Regions from separate parts of the Gossypium hirsutum genome. Here regions 1 and 2 are each linked to region 3. Evidence: chromatin contacts called from public Hi-C data. All regions are on one chromosome and are shown on one strand. Each heading gives the region's core, a stretch centred on a gene start, on an enhancer-like site or on the middle of the called end of the contact. The rest is flanking DNA. Distances are from core to core; before and after follow the strand shown.

Region 1 (4,504 bases), core at 962-3,461, 150 kb after region 3:
CCTCACACTAGGCGGAATTGGCAACACCTCGATTAAGCCTCTCCCTGATATTGTTATCAACAAAATTTCCCCGCTATTAAGTGAACCATCTTCCTTGATAAACCATATTTATCAGATTACATAAATCCAATGTTGCTCGAAAGTCCTCTATCTATCGATCATCTCGAATACGACCTCTTTTTTTTTCCTGAAAGGAAGTATCTCATTAAAATCACCTAAAATCATCCACAATAAACTTTAATCCTGCCCTAGTTATTGAAGGAAATCCCAAGATTCAGCTGTTTTTTTTCCTTCTAATACCCATAAAAGCCTATAAATCTCCGGTTAATACTATAAGATATAATATATGGGGTTGAGAATTCTTCTCTTTTTTCAATTGACAATTCTTTTCTTATTTAATTGTTATTTTTTATTTATTTGTTTTTAACTATATCAATGTTCAACTATTTGTCTAATTTAATAAATGTAATTCATATGAGGTAGATATTTGAAAAAAAAAATTTAGATAACTATTTAATAATAAAATCACATTAGTTTGTTTAAATTTAATATATATTTATACTATTAATAAAATATCTTACTGAGTTGGTGTTACGAGTCAACCGGGCATTAACTTGATTAAAAAATTACAAAATGACCTTCCATATTTAAAGTAAGTTATATTATTCGAGTGCAGTTTAATCTTTTTAATTAAAAAAAATACATATAGTGGGATTTAAATCCATACCAATTACATTGAAAAACTTTAAATTCACCACTCAAACAAATTGAGTCATCAGCTCAGTTAGAGAAATTACAAAAATACTCTTTCATAGTTAAAATAAGTTATATTATTCAAGTGTAATTTAGTCTTTTTATTTAAAAAAAACAATAAAAGTATGAATATGATGAGATTTGAATTCGAACCAATTGCATTAGTAAAATATTTAATTTACCACTTAGCTAAAACTTTATTTTGATATTTTAATTTTAATTTTTATCATGCACACTTTATTACGTATATCAATTGTGTATCTATGTTAATGTATTTCGTTGAGTTGGTGTAACAAGTTAACTCGACACTCAAGATTGATGACAACACCATAATGAACAATTTTAATCTAATTTATTTTCATTTTAACATCGCACATATTTAATGTGTTATTATTAAGGGTAAATTACCAAAATAGTTACTTTTGTTTGCCTCATGTTACATTTTAGTTACTTTTGTTTGAAATGTTACGTTTTAGTCACTTACGTTATTGCATTGTAACATTTTAGTCACAGAGCCGTTAACGGTGTAACAGTAAGCTAACGTGACACGTTAAATCATCATTTCAAACAAAAATTTTAGGTTAAATTCTACAATTGGTTCATATATATATATTTCATTTTGAGCAATTTAATTTTTTTTATGTTCTTTTAACTTTCCTTTTTTTTTCATTCTCTTCTACTTCTCCCTCTGTTTTCCTCCCTTCCTCATTTCTTTTAACGTAGTTTTTCTATATTTTTCATTTGTTAAAACTAGTCCACAATCTCACCTCACTCGAAAAAATTAAATTGTTCAAAAAAAATAAAAGTATAGATTCTAATTTTAATAAATGAAAAACATAAAAAAATTATGTTAAAAGAATTAGGTAATGAAGGGAAATAGAGGGAAAAGCAGAAGGGAATGGAAAAAAAGTTAAAAGAATATAATAGAAAAAAATTACTCAAAACCAAAAAATATGAGATCGATTGTATAAATTAACCTAAAAATTTTGTTTGAACTGATGTTTTAACATGCCACGTCAGTTTATCGTTATACTATTACTGAAAATTAATGGTTCAGTGACTAAAATGTTATAATGCGATAACGTAAGTGACTAAAATATAATATTTTAAAACTAAAATGTAACATAAAATAAACAAAAGTGACTATTATAATAGTTTACCTTATTATTAATTAGTTTCAACTCATATATTTTATTATTATATACTAATTTTAAATATTTATTTATATTCTAAATTTGTACTTTCTATATGTATATGGTGTGCTTTAGGAATAAAGTACACTAATTAGATCCTACCCGATGTTAAGATATGGAAAAAATTAAATTTTTTATTTTCTGGCAGGAGGCAGGTACGCATCCCTTGGAAATGGATAAAATATTAAAGGACGAAAAAAAAGGACGGTGCCTGTACGCTTGCTCCTCTTTCCTTTTTCACATAATTTTCTAACCTCAGCATTTATTATTCTGTCACATTTTCTTTTTCCTATTTTGTCCATCGCATACCATTTCTATTTCTCTAACTCTTTCATATTTTCATGAAAAAGAACCGAAAAAAAGTTTAAACAGAAACAGTTACACCGAAAAAGGAGTAAATGGCTCCACTACTTCTTCCTTCCTCTCCAATCCACTCCTTTCCCGCCACTCCAAAACTTAGCTTCCGTTCAAAACCACGCCCCATCATACGCGCCGCTGCGGGACTTGAAGTTGATTCTTTCACGAAGAAGTCAGGTTACCTTTTCCAGCTCAGTGCCTTTGAGGCTGAGTCCTTACTCGATTACAGCCCTTCACGAATCGCCGCTATTTATAGAAGAAAACCCCTGATTTTGTTGCGTCGGCTTATTCAAGTCGGTACTACTTTTGGAAAATGGTTCGGAGTTCGATATATTGATAATCTTATGGAACGATCCGATCAAATGTTCAAGGTTTAACTTTAATTACTCCTTACGTTTAAAGTAGACTCACTTTCTGAGAAAATTGATGCTGACGTCGAATTTGTTTGACTCCGTTTTCTAAATTTTTACGCCATTAGAATTATGTGTTGTTACTCCCAAAAGTTAAAAATTCAATTTTTTATTATTCCAAAATTTTAATTTCAGCCGAAGGAAGCCTTACATATTTTGAAGTTTTCTTGAAATTTTGATTTTTACTGTTTCTGATTTGCAGGTTAGAGCTGCCGAGCTTCGAAAAATTCTGGTGGAACTTGGGCCGGTATATTATTTCAGTATTGTGCATAAGATTCAGTTATAAAGCGTTTGTCTTGCATGTTAAGCTCGGGGAGATTTAAATTTCTGTTAGTTCATCTATTAACTGATTCCCTTTATAATCAAACCGACCATCATTTGGCTGATATCTTTACATTTTCACCTGTCCCCTATTTAAATTTTACTGTTAAGTTATGATTTTTTTCTACTGAACATTGCGCTTTTTTGTAGCTTTGTTTTTCTCAAAATTCCAGTTCATCGGTACTTAAAAAAGTTAAATGGTACAGAAAATTCAGTCAATGTTTAAAATATTTGTGGAAAATAGTGGAAAAAGGTTCACAATGTTTTAGAGAATGCAAAGTGCAGCTGAACAAATGATTCGATCATCATAGAGATAAAGGGAAAAAGGGAGCAGGGGCAGCAGGAAGTAAAAGCTTGTTCACTTTAAATGTCACCTGAAAATTCTAGAAAATCATGATATAGATATTAATGTGATGTTTACTTTATCATTCATGTTTTAGCCACTAGAGCGGTTTATGCTGTCATTTCATTTTTCTGCAGATCAGCTATACTTCCCATTTTTCCATTAAGATGCACTGTTACTCAAATTCAAATTCTTTCTGGGTCTGTCTTAAATGTATCTTTGAAAAGTTGTCTGAAAAAAATTGTTAAAGAGAATTTCTTCTATGGAGTTTTCTGCCATATAGACTTTTCTTTTGGCCATAAGCTATACTGTCTCTTAATGTTTAGCCTCTTTTTACTAACACACAAACAATTATATACTATTGTGCTTGGATTTAGATTGCTAATAACTTGGAATCACCTTTGATTTGATTTCATTTTTAAAGAAATTTAGTTTTCTTTCTTTCTTCTTTGTAGGCATACATTAAAATTGCTCAAGCTGTTTCATCACGACCTGTAAGTTCTCGTAGCATCTAGGATAAGTTTCATGTGCTTCACAAATTTACGTGCTTTCTAATTTTCCTTTAAACTTGTGATGCATGTTGGGTCCTCTGTCTGCTTTGGTTTGTTAAACTTGGTTTTTGCAATGGGTCTTCTTGTTATATGCACTCAAATTATAGGAAAGGGCTTTTCTACTATAATGAAAAGCTGCATTTTTTTATTATTGATAAACTCATCCTTTTGGCTTTTGAAGTTCATATGAATATTACAGGAACTAATCTCTTGTACTGTCCGAGTTCTTTTTCCTTCCTTTTTTATGGGTTGGAGATACACTTTTTTTAAACAAAGTGGAGACAGAAAATGACAGCTGAAACTAGATTTTTATTTCTATTGAAACTACCTTGGTTAATGAAATTTCTACATTCCTGTTTGGTTCCTTTAGGGGCAAAGTTGCATGGTCTCAGAATTTAGGAACAGCTAATAGTTCTATTTGGTTAGTTCAGGATCTGCGTTTCGAAGGAATCTTCTGTGCACTATGTTAAAGGCTTAGTTTAATGTGCTAATATAGATTTCGAACAAGAAGTTTCCATGTATGTATATATATATATATATATATATATGAAAGATAGTTGATTGGATCCTAACCAC
Region 2 (4,886 bases), core at 1,438-3,937, 170 kb after region 3:
CTGATGTACAGTTGAGATGAAATTTTGATTCATTAATTCAGGAAGCATTTACTTTTGCCAGTATAAGAATTGAAAGCACATCTGTAGGTATAATACAGCTTGTTAAGTGATAGGAGCTGCAGAAAAAGAATAAAAGGAAAAGTATTTTATTTGCAAACATGAGTGCAAGAATCTTAAACGCCCAAACATTGTTTGTGTGGAGTGGACAAATCTCCAATACAATGAACAAAATGACTTGTGCTGAAATTGAACCGGTTAAACAGCTTATTTATACTAGTAAAGCCTTAAGACATTTCCTCAAACTCAACAGAATAACATATCAAAAGAAAGTGGCTGTGCAGAATCTGCAAGTAGTTGCAGATTCCCCTTGATATTAGGAAGTTTGAATCTGCAAGTAGTTGCAGATTTCCATTGATATGAGGAAGTCATGTAGACTTTGCAAGTTGTTGAAGATTCCCCTTGATTTTTGTGAGACCCTATAATGGCTGACTTCTTCCATATTCATGTGATGCTCATGTGGTAATTTATATTTTTCCTCCTAGGGTAAGTTTTTAAGGGAGGTGTCGTATCATTAAACTTTCTTAAAGAATTCTAGCCACTAAAAACTGTGCTGGTATTTGTTGTGTAATAAAGAGTTGAAGGCTCAAGGAAAGTTCCACTTGTCCATCTGGCACGTGCCCTGTCTTTTGGAAAGCATAGACTTGCATGAAAAAAACAAAACATTGAACCAGTTATCTCTCCAATAGATTTTCCTTATTACTACCTGCATCAGCAGATAATTAGTTGTTGAAAATCAGAAACGAAATTAGAAGAAAGAAATGAAGAATTTGTGTTTATTGAGAATGAGAAAATACATGGGTATTTATACAACATATGTAGGCCTATCTAAGGAAATATTATAGCTATAAATGAGTAATCAATCCCTAAATATCAGTAATATAACTTAATCTTGATTTGGTCAGCTTGATTTGATCACCTGTCGACACTCCCCTCAAGTTGGTGCATAGACATCACACATGCCCAACTCACGAACTAAATTGTGATAGGTCTTGTTGCTCAATCCTTCTTTAAACACGTTAGCTAACTTCTCGTCAGATGTCACATGAATTAAGTTTAAGACACGCACTTGTAGTCAATTTTTCTTTGATAACGTGATGATTGATCTCTATGTGTTTTGTTAGATAATTTTAAACTGGATTTTGAGCTATGCTTACAACAACTTTGTTGTCTCTGTATAAGTATAATTTTTCTTTTCGTGGAGAGTTCAAATCCTCCAACACTTTTCGTAACTACAAGAGCTCACAAACTCCTTGAACTGTAGCTTTGTATTCTGCCTTAGCACTTGGTTGAGCATCTGCAGTTTGCTTCTTGCTTCTCCAAGTGACTAGGTTGCATCCCACAAATGTGCAATACCCAGATGTAGACCTCCTATCATTTAGAGTTCCAACCCAATCTGCAACTGTGTATGCTTCTATTTGGAGATGACCATGTTTAGAGAAAAGAAGACCTTTTGCTGGAACATGAATCATGTACTTGTCTGTCTGAATATGAATCATGCATGAACTAGCTTATTATATTGATTGCATGTACTTTGTCTGGTCTAGTGTGTAAGAGATAAATCAGTCTTCCAACCAATCTTTGATATATCTTCTTCTCCATTGACTCTCCAATCCTTGTTTGCAACTTATGATTACTCTCCATAGGTCATTCTGCAGGCTTGCAACCCATCATACCAGTTTTTTTCCAGAAATCTAGGATATGTTTTCTCTGTGAGATGAAGATTCATTTTTTCTTTATTTGGCAACTTCAGTCCCTAGGAAATATTGTAGCCTCCCTCCCTCTTTTATTTCTAATTCCTGAGCCAACCACCCTTTTAGCTGAGTCATCTCTTCTTTTTCATTTACTGTCATTACAATGTTGTCAATATATACTATAAGAAGAGTGATCTTACCCTTGTAATGTCTTATGGAGAGGGTATGATTATCATTGCTTTGTTGCTAACCAAACGAGATCATGATTTTGTTGAATCTGTTAAACCATGCTTTTGGAGATGTTAAGTCAGTTTGGTTAAATCGGTTAAGACTGTGAAGGTTGGTCAGTTTGATTATAGTAGGAGGGTCTTTGGTTAATTCGGTTATGTTTAACAAAACATGATCAAATCAATTGATTTAATCGCTTGCTTGCCCTTATTGATGCCTAAACTTTGCCACTTGGTCTAGGTTGGTGCATAAAGGTTTTCTGGACTAAGTTGGTAGTTCTACCATTACACGCTTTGCCCCTAAAAGTTAGCACTATTAATTGTTTGCTAATTTAGCATCTTCAACCACTTAGGAAACATGTTGGTTAAAAAAATTTAAACCATGTTAGCTTTTTGTTATATATCTCTTTGCAGACGTGTAATATACATATGAATAATTTTTAATTTCTTTCAGTTTTCAGTAAATTAAATACATTTAATAAATAAAACACTTTAATTTTTTTACTTTCTCATCCTTTAAAACCCTCCCAAAAAGACGTAATCTCCTTTCATCTCTATCTCAATTTTTGATGGAAGCTTCTTTTCGTTCCCTTTGATCCATTCCAGCCCTCTTAATCCTTGCCCAAACAAAAGCTGTGCCCTAGACCCCACAATTTAAGCTTTCCTTGCCTTATTCAGCACCGTTAAAAATGACTTGAATCTGTATGGCTGGTGAGTCAAATTCGTGGGTTTTAGCTTTGTTCCGGAGTTGTAAGCATAACATAAAAAGATTCCTTACAAGAATTGGTGGTGGGGGATGAAACTTCGACAACGTCAGTTTGAGACAACAAGAAGTTCAAAGGGAAAAATGGAGTGAAAGTTTGAAGACGCAGTGCAAATTGTATTTCATCTTCAAATCCATTAAGTTGTATTTGCCAAGTTTTTGGTTTATAAAAGAAAGTGAGAATTTGTAGCTGACAGAAACTTATATAATTTTTTATATGATCTATATTAATTTATAATTTATCTATAATTTCTTTAATTTCATTACTTTTTCATAATTTATATATTTGAGGTTTTATTTTTTAATAATTTATTTATATTTTTTGAGATTTGCAAAAATTATATATTCTTTTTTGAATTTTTATTGTATTTATATGCTTTTATAAAAATTGATTTTTTTTAATATTTATAGTTTTTTATTTTTTATTTTTGAAACTTTTAAACTAAAGTTGGCAATGTTTTGACATTATTAATAATACAGTGAGAAGCGATTGTATGAAACTGTGATCTCAGGTCATATATATTCTTTTCCAATATGAGAATGACAAATCGGATTTTTCCTCCTGATTTTTAGCATTTTTAGTTGGATTTGAATTTTTTCAGGAGAAAAAAAAACTGAAAATCAGGTGGAAAAATCTGATTTGTCATTTCCCAATTGGAAAGGGATATAGATGACATGGAATCACAATTTCATACAATCCTTTCTCATAAGACAATAGGATGATGTGGATTAATTTAGGGTGATGTGAATTCAACATGACACGCTTTGATTAGGTAATGGTTGCTATAAAAGTCTTCGTCAAACAAAACTTTACCAACCTAGACCAATGGTCCATTTCAGGTGCAAAATATGCATTAACCCAATTATTTACATTGACAAACTGCTTTTGGTGGAGATGGAATCTTTGGATGATCGAGCGGAAAGAATGGCTTTTTTCTATTGGGAAAAGAAAAATAGCTTTATTTGGTAGGAGTAAGAAGGAACTATTGCTGTGGGTGAGCAGATTAGTCATCTCAATAAGTTTATTGACTAGTATTGTGTTATATGATCTTCTAGAGGTGGCACTTAAATTGTTCTCAGAGATGTTCCCAATATTCATGATTTCATTTTCAATTTTTGGCAGGTACAAGTTCAAATTTCAAATACCTTCATATTTTTCTCTGGTTATTCGTAGGTAATGGTTTTCCTTAGAGATTTGATGCGTCTTCCATACAACTTCATGCTGTTTGTTCAGAAATTTAGAATCTTATATGTTGCCATGTTTATGCCTATTAATTGGTTTACTTATCCTTCTCTAGTCTAGCTGTATTGGAGGGAATTGCAATAAGTTCTGACCCAAATTACAAAGTTTTGGGTAGTTCATATCCATGGATTGCAAAAAAAGTATTGACTGACAGTTCACCTCAACTGAAGTCTTCTTTGCAGGCTCTTCTTTATAAGGTACATGTATACTGATTCTTCTTTATTGAAATGTTATTGTTTACTGTGTTGTACTTTACATCATGGACATAGCTTACCAACATTCTAATTAGGTTTGTAATCTGTTAGGATGGTGCTTTCAGAATTGATCGTCTTGAATCCCTATTGACAGAGGTGAGATTTTCCAATCTTTTTGCTTACTCACCATACTCCCCCCTTTGTTTCTTCTCTCTCCTTTTACCACACAGATTACAACATATGGCATCCTGTTGTATATGTGAGAAACAAAACACTTGATAAATTTCCTATTATCTTTGGTCCAGTTTTGCCTTTTTGTCTTATTCCTGCAAAACAACCGCCACTGGAGTTCTGAGTTTTAAACAGTCCCAAGTATTGAAGGAACTATTTCTGCTTCCCAGTCAAAAAGTTAGTAGTATATTTGTTTGTATCTGCATCCTTCAAACAATTAGGTCATCTTCAAACTATTTTTTCTCACCAGTCTAAAAATTTAGATCAGATGTGTATTGATTAGGAGCTTCTTTCAAACAATTAGGTCATTTCGTGCAGCTTATACTCATGGACATTTTCTTCTATAATAATTTCTAATCTTTCCCTTTCCTATTTCTTTTCCTTCTATGAATATCCCTGCACCTTCCTCAGTTTATTCTAGTCCTAAAATGATTCATATGGCAGTCCCTTCGTGCTCGAACTGAGAAGGCCTTGGTT
Region 3 (4,327 bases), core at 824-3,323:
CAATAATTCGAGTACCGAAGTTGACCACAAAAAATTTAGATAACTACTTGAACAAATAAAACCGAAATCAAAGCATTGATGGCATGGAGGACTAAATATTCAAATTGGGCATTTTAAGTCAATCCAAAAAGGCGATTCTTTTCTTTTGCTTCCACGTGTAAATGTTAGTTTTTTTTCCATCATAATTTAATGCACGCAAAAAAGAGATTCATAATTAAGACACCAATATTTTTTTGATAATTAGTTTAGATGACCAATTATAGATACGGCTACTTTACGTTATTACAATAGAACAAACTAACGAGGTTTACAAAGACAACGTGGAGGAAACATTATATCCCTTGGCTTTTATTTATTCTTTTACCAGTCTCCTGACCGTCGTAGAATACTGTTTCTTGGAATAGCCAGGGCGCGCAGAGGATTCTTCATCTCACAGGACAGCTTAAGCAGCTCGGTTAGGTCGACTGGGTTAGCCAGATCTTGAACCCATTTGAAGTGTTGAACCAACTTAGCCACCCAAAGGCCCACTGTGACCAGCCCCAAGTTCTTGCCAGGGCAGACCCTTCGTCCTGCCCCAAACGGTGCAAGCCTAAGATCACCACCCCTCACATCCACCTCAGCTCCACCTAGACACTTAACAAACCTCTCTGGCCTGAAAACAAGTGGATCCTCCCACACATTTGGGTCATGGGTTATGGCCCACATGTTGACCATGGCTGTAGTGTCTGATGGGACCACCATGCCATTACTGAGTTGGACATCTGACGTGGATATCCTTGCCCATGAAAGGAGCGGCCCAGGTGGATGCAACCTGAGGGTTTCTTTGACTACTGCTTGAAGGTAGGGTAAGTTAGCCACATCAGCATCTGTCACGCTCTTGTCTCCCACTGCAACAACAAGCTCCTGGTGAAGCTTGGATTGAATCTCAGGGTTCAATACCAACTCGGCCATGATCCACTCAGTTAAAAGCGCAGTTGTATCCGTTCCCCGAAAGATCATTTCCTGCCAACACAAGCGATCGAACTCGTTAATTGAACTTCAAAATATATTATAATTAAAGAAATTATAAATTAATACCCACCCACAAGACTGCTTCCATGTCTTCCTCATTGAGTTTATCGTCGCCATCTAAAGATAACAACACAGAAACGAAATCTGAACTATCAGCAACCTTTGATGATTGATTCAAACGATGTTGTTCGATGATTTGGTTCACTAGTTTTTTCACTCGGGGGACAAGAACTGAACAGCGTTCATTGATTCGAAAAGGGTCATAAAAGTAGCTCAGCCAAGGTAGATAATCCGACCAGTTAAAAGCTCCCAATATCTCAAACCCTTCTCTTACAATCTCTTGCAACTCTTTAGCTTCGTCGTCATCACCTTGGCAGAGGTCATATCTTTTACCGAATACTGTTACCATTATATTGTTAAGAGCTGCTGCTTGAAGGTGTTTGCGTAAAACAACAATTCCATTGGAGGACTGTTCTTTAGCAATGGCACATAACAGGGAGCCACAGTCTAGTTGGCGACTCTTTTCATGGGCTGCAATGCGCTTTGGAGCAAAGAGGTGAGTGGATGAAATCCTCCTTAGAAGCCGCCAGTAAGTACCATCGGGAGCAAAGCCAATGGCCCGGCTAAACATTAGCTTCTTAGCTGTTGCTTTGATCGGACGGTTAGCAAAATGAGGAGAGGTCAAGATTTCACGAGCAATTTGGGGATCGGATGTTATAACAGCAGGAGTTGATCCAAGGCTAAAAGCCATGAGATTGGTAGCGGCTTGTTTTGAAGCCATGCAAGCAAGGGTTCGATGAGCCAAACCGTGGGTTAGGCTGAATAAACTGCCAAAGAAAGGGAACCCTCTGGGACCAGGGACTGGGACCTCACCTAATCGGTTTCTGCCATTTTTCCAGGCTAAACCCCCAGGGGATAAAGCCCAAGTTAAAAACCCACCCAATAAAACTGCCATGAAAATGCTAAACAAAAGGAAACCATCTACCAAGTTATTTGCTTTTACAATAGCTGGGAACGTTGAGACCCACCAGGTTTTGTCGATACAAATAGGAGCCAAACCCATACTTATGAAACAAATGAAAAATGCTAGCCGAGTTGGGAGATCACCGAGGAAGGCACTTGGGGCTTGGCTGGTGACACACACCAGCCGCTTAAATAGGCATTGCTGTATAGAGCTCCATTTATTTATTTATTTCGAATCTTTGTTTGTTTGGTAAGCTATCCTACAATAATTATTGCTCAAAAAAAGTATTAATCAAAATTATGCATGCGTTCTATATGGGGATGGATAATCTTATATCTTCCATTAGTTCACACAGGGTCAAATCTGGTCAGCCCTAGCTAAATTCTTGGCTGTGAGAATTCTATTTAAGATTTGTTTTGAACAAAGAAAAAACCTAATCATTTAGTTTATACGCCATTAATGAATTAAGTAATGCCATGTGTTAAAATTATACTTATTTTGTGTCATCATATAATTTAATATCAACATATAAATTTATACATATCATAATTAACAAAATGAGCTATTATTAATGAGGTCCGAATTGGCAATTATATTGATAGAATCACCTTAACAATCAACATAATTAATTGTTAATTAAACTATTTAGACCATAAAAAAATGTAGCACTTAATATATTCGGATTGTTACTGTTTAATGACATTATTATTAATTTCTGTTGCTCAACATTAATTACATAATAAAATCTGTTATTCTCTAGTGTTCCAAAGTTCATTTTATCTACATCTATAAGCAAATTCCATTAGTTGAGAATCTAGATACATATCTCTATCTTTTTTTCTTTTTTCTTTTTTAAGATCTTATTCTTAATCAACCAACATATTATGGTTTGACTTCAAGATTTTGTTAGATATAATTAAAATTTCCCAAGAGCTGGGTTGAGGTGTTCAAATCCAGACACCAAAAAGAAAAACTTCTAATTTAGGCAGTTGTTTATTATATTTGTTAAACATAATGACCTTCGTCCTTGCAAAAAAAAGAAAAAAAAAAGAAAAATAATGACCTTCCTCATCATTCGTCTACCTTCACTGATGTTCATATCGCTGACTATGTTAGTTTATCTTCGTCAAGGGTACTATTGATTTAGAAAGTGAGAAACACGTAAATCAACCAGACCACTCCAATAGAACAACCATCACTTAACAACTATATACTCTACAATTTAAGCAATATCATGTCATCCACTAGATCTACCTATATAAACAGTCTTCAACCCAAAAAGAGCCGTGTTCCCTTACTCTCTCACCTTGTTGACTCAACTTTCTTCCTTCTCTCTTGATCATCTTTTTCCTTTGCTTAACCAAATCATAACCTCTCTAACAAGACTATATGGCTCTTTTCCTAGTAGGGTGAATGATCACCTATAAACGTGCTATCATTTATAGAATAAATATCACACTAAAAATATATTAAATTAAATCGACAGTGTCAGCAAGTGTACGAGTTAAATTGTAATATAGTTTAGTACAACGAAATATTGGTAAGTATTCCGAGGATCATACCTAAGAGATTGCAGATTAGAGAAATTAATATTAAATTAATTACAGAAAATAATAACTAATCTAATCGAGTCACGAATTAGTAGTGTTAATCCAAATAAAATTATTTCAATTAAACTAATTAAATTAACTAACCTAAAATTAACCTAATGGACTTTCCTATTCTTAGTGTCGACAATGTGAGCCTCTAGCCTATGATTGATTAAATCCCTAATTATCTAATTAAATAATTACTTATCCTCGATTAGTTATTTATCATCTTTAGCTATGACTACCCTTCCAGTTCATCTTCATTAAGGATTATCACCTAAGCCACATTTATGGTCTCTTCCTAGGCATACGAATACTCTTCCTGTCTCATCGCTTGGCACAAGTTGTACACGATAGGATACCCTTCCAGTCTCACTTGTCTCAATATTATATTAGGGGTGTCACTCCCTAATATACTAAGTACCCTTGAATAAATACCCAATTTTAGATAAATAGTTACTTAACAAATAAATTAATTTAATAATCAAAACATGCAAGATATAAAATAAACTCAAGAAATTATTCAATATTGTTACAAACACTAATTGATTAGAGAAAAAAATATAAATAAAAGAATAAGAGAGAGATAGGAGAATGCTCATTGATAAATATATTGAAACGCAGATCTGGAGCAATCTCCGCTTGCGATTATCTTCACATCGGAATAGAAAAGTTCTGACGTACACGAACATAAAAAGAAAATAAAACTAAAACTGAATGGAAAAACTGTCTAGGTCTAAAACTGCTTACAATTCTGATGATC

What was found. A called contact is a pair of places that touch in the nucleus more often than the background predicts.
Region 1: a Hi-C map of leaf shows a contact between it and region 3, with 1.9 times the contacts expected there. The contact joins the promoter of LOC107889745 here to the promoter of LOC107956188 in region 3. A contact is called at or near these places in 13 of 34 Hi-C or Micro-C datasets (anther, callus, fibers and 3 more).
Region 2: a Hi-C map of leaf shows a contact between it and region 3, with 3 times the contacts expected there. The contact joins the enhancer-like site here to the promoter of LOC107956188 in region 3. A contact is called at or near these places in 10 of 34 Hi-C or Micro-C datasets (anther, callus, hypocotyl and 3 more).

What each region holds. Positions count from the first base shown.
Region 1 is chrD06:30,352,552-30,357,055 of Gossypium_hirsutum_v2.1, forward strand. LOC107889745 reads left to right here and starts at 2,212. Exons shown (of 20, transcript XM_016814338.2): 1 at 2,212-2,674; 2 at 2,916-2,960; 3 at 3,833-3,871. The coding sequence starts at 2,345.
Region 2 is chrD06:30,369,309-30,374,194 of Gossypium_hirsutum_v2.1, forward strand. It overlaps LOC107889745, which reads left to right. Exons shown (of 20, transcript XM_016814338.2): 14 at 3,865-3,915; 15 at 4,040-4,181; 16 at 4,290-4,334; 17 at 4,854-4,886. Among protein-coding and RNA genes, the nearest start is that of LOC107889745, 17 kb to the left of the region's middle. Within about 2 kb of position 2,688, at least 2 of the 9 cell types and tissues checked have an H3K27ac peak or open chromatin away from gene starts, as enhancers often do.
Region 3 is chrD06:30,202,633-30,206,959 of Gossypium_hirsutum_v2.1, forward strand. LOC107956188 (cytochrome P450 78A7) reads right to left here and starts at 2,074. Exons shown (of 2, transcript XM_016891915.1): 1 at 1,082-2,074; 2 at 361-1,002. The coding sequence starts at 2,074. The coding sequence ends at 361.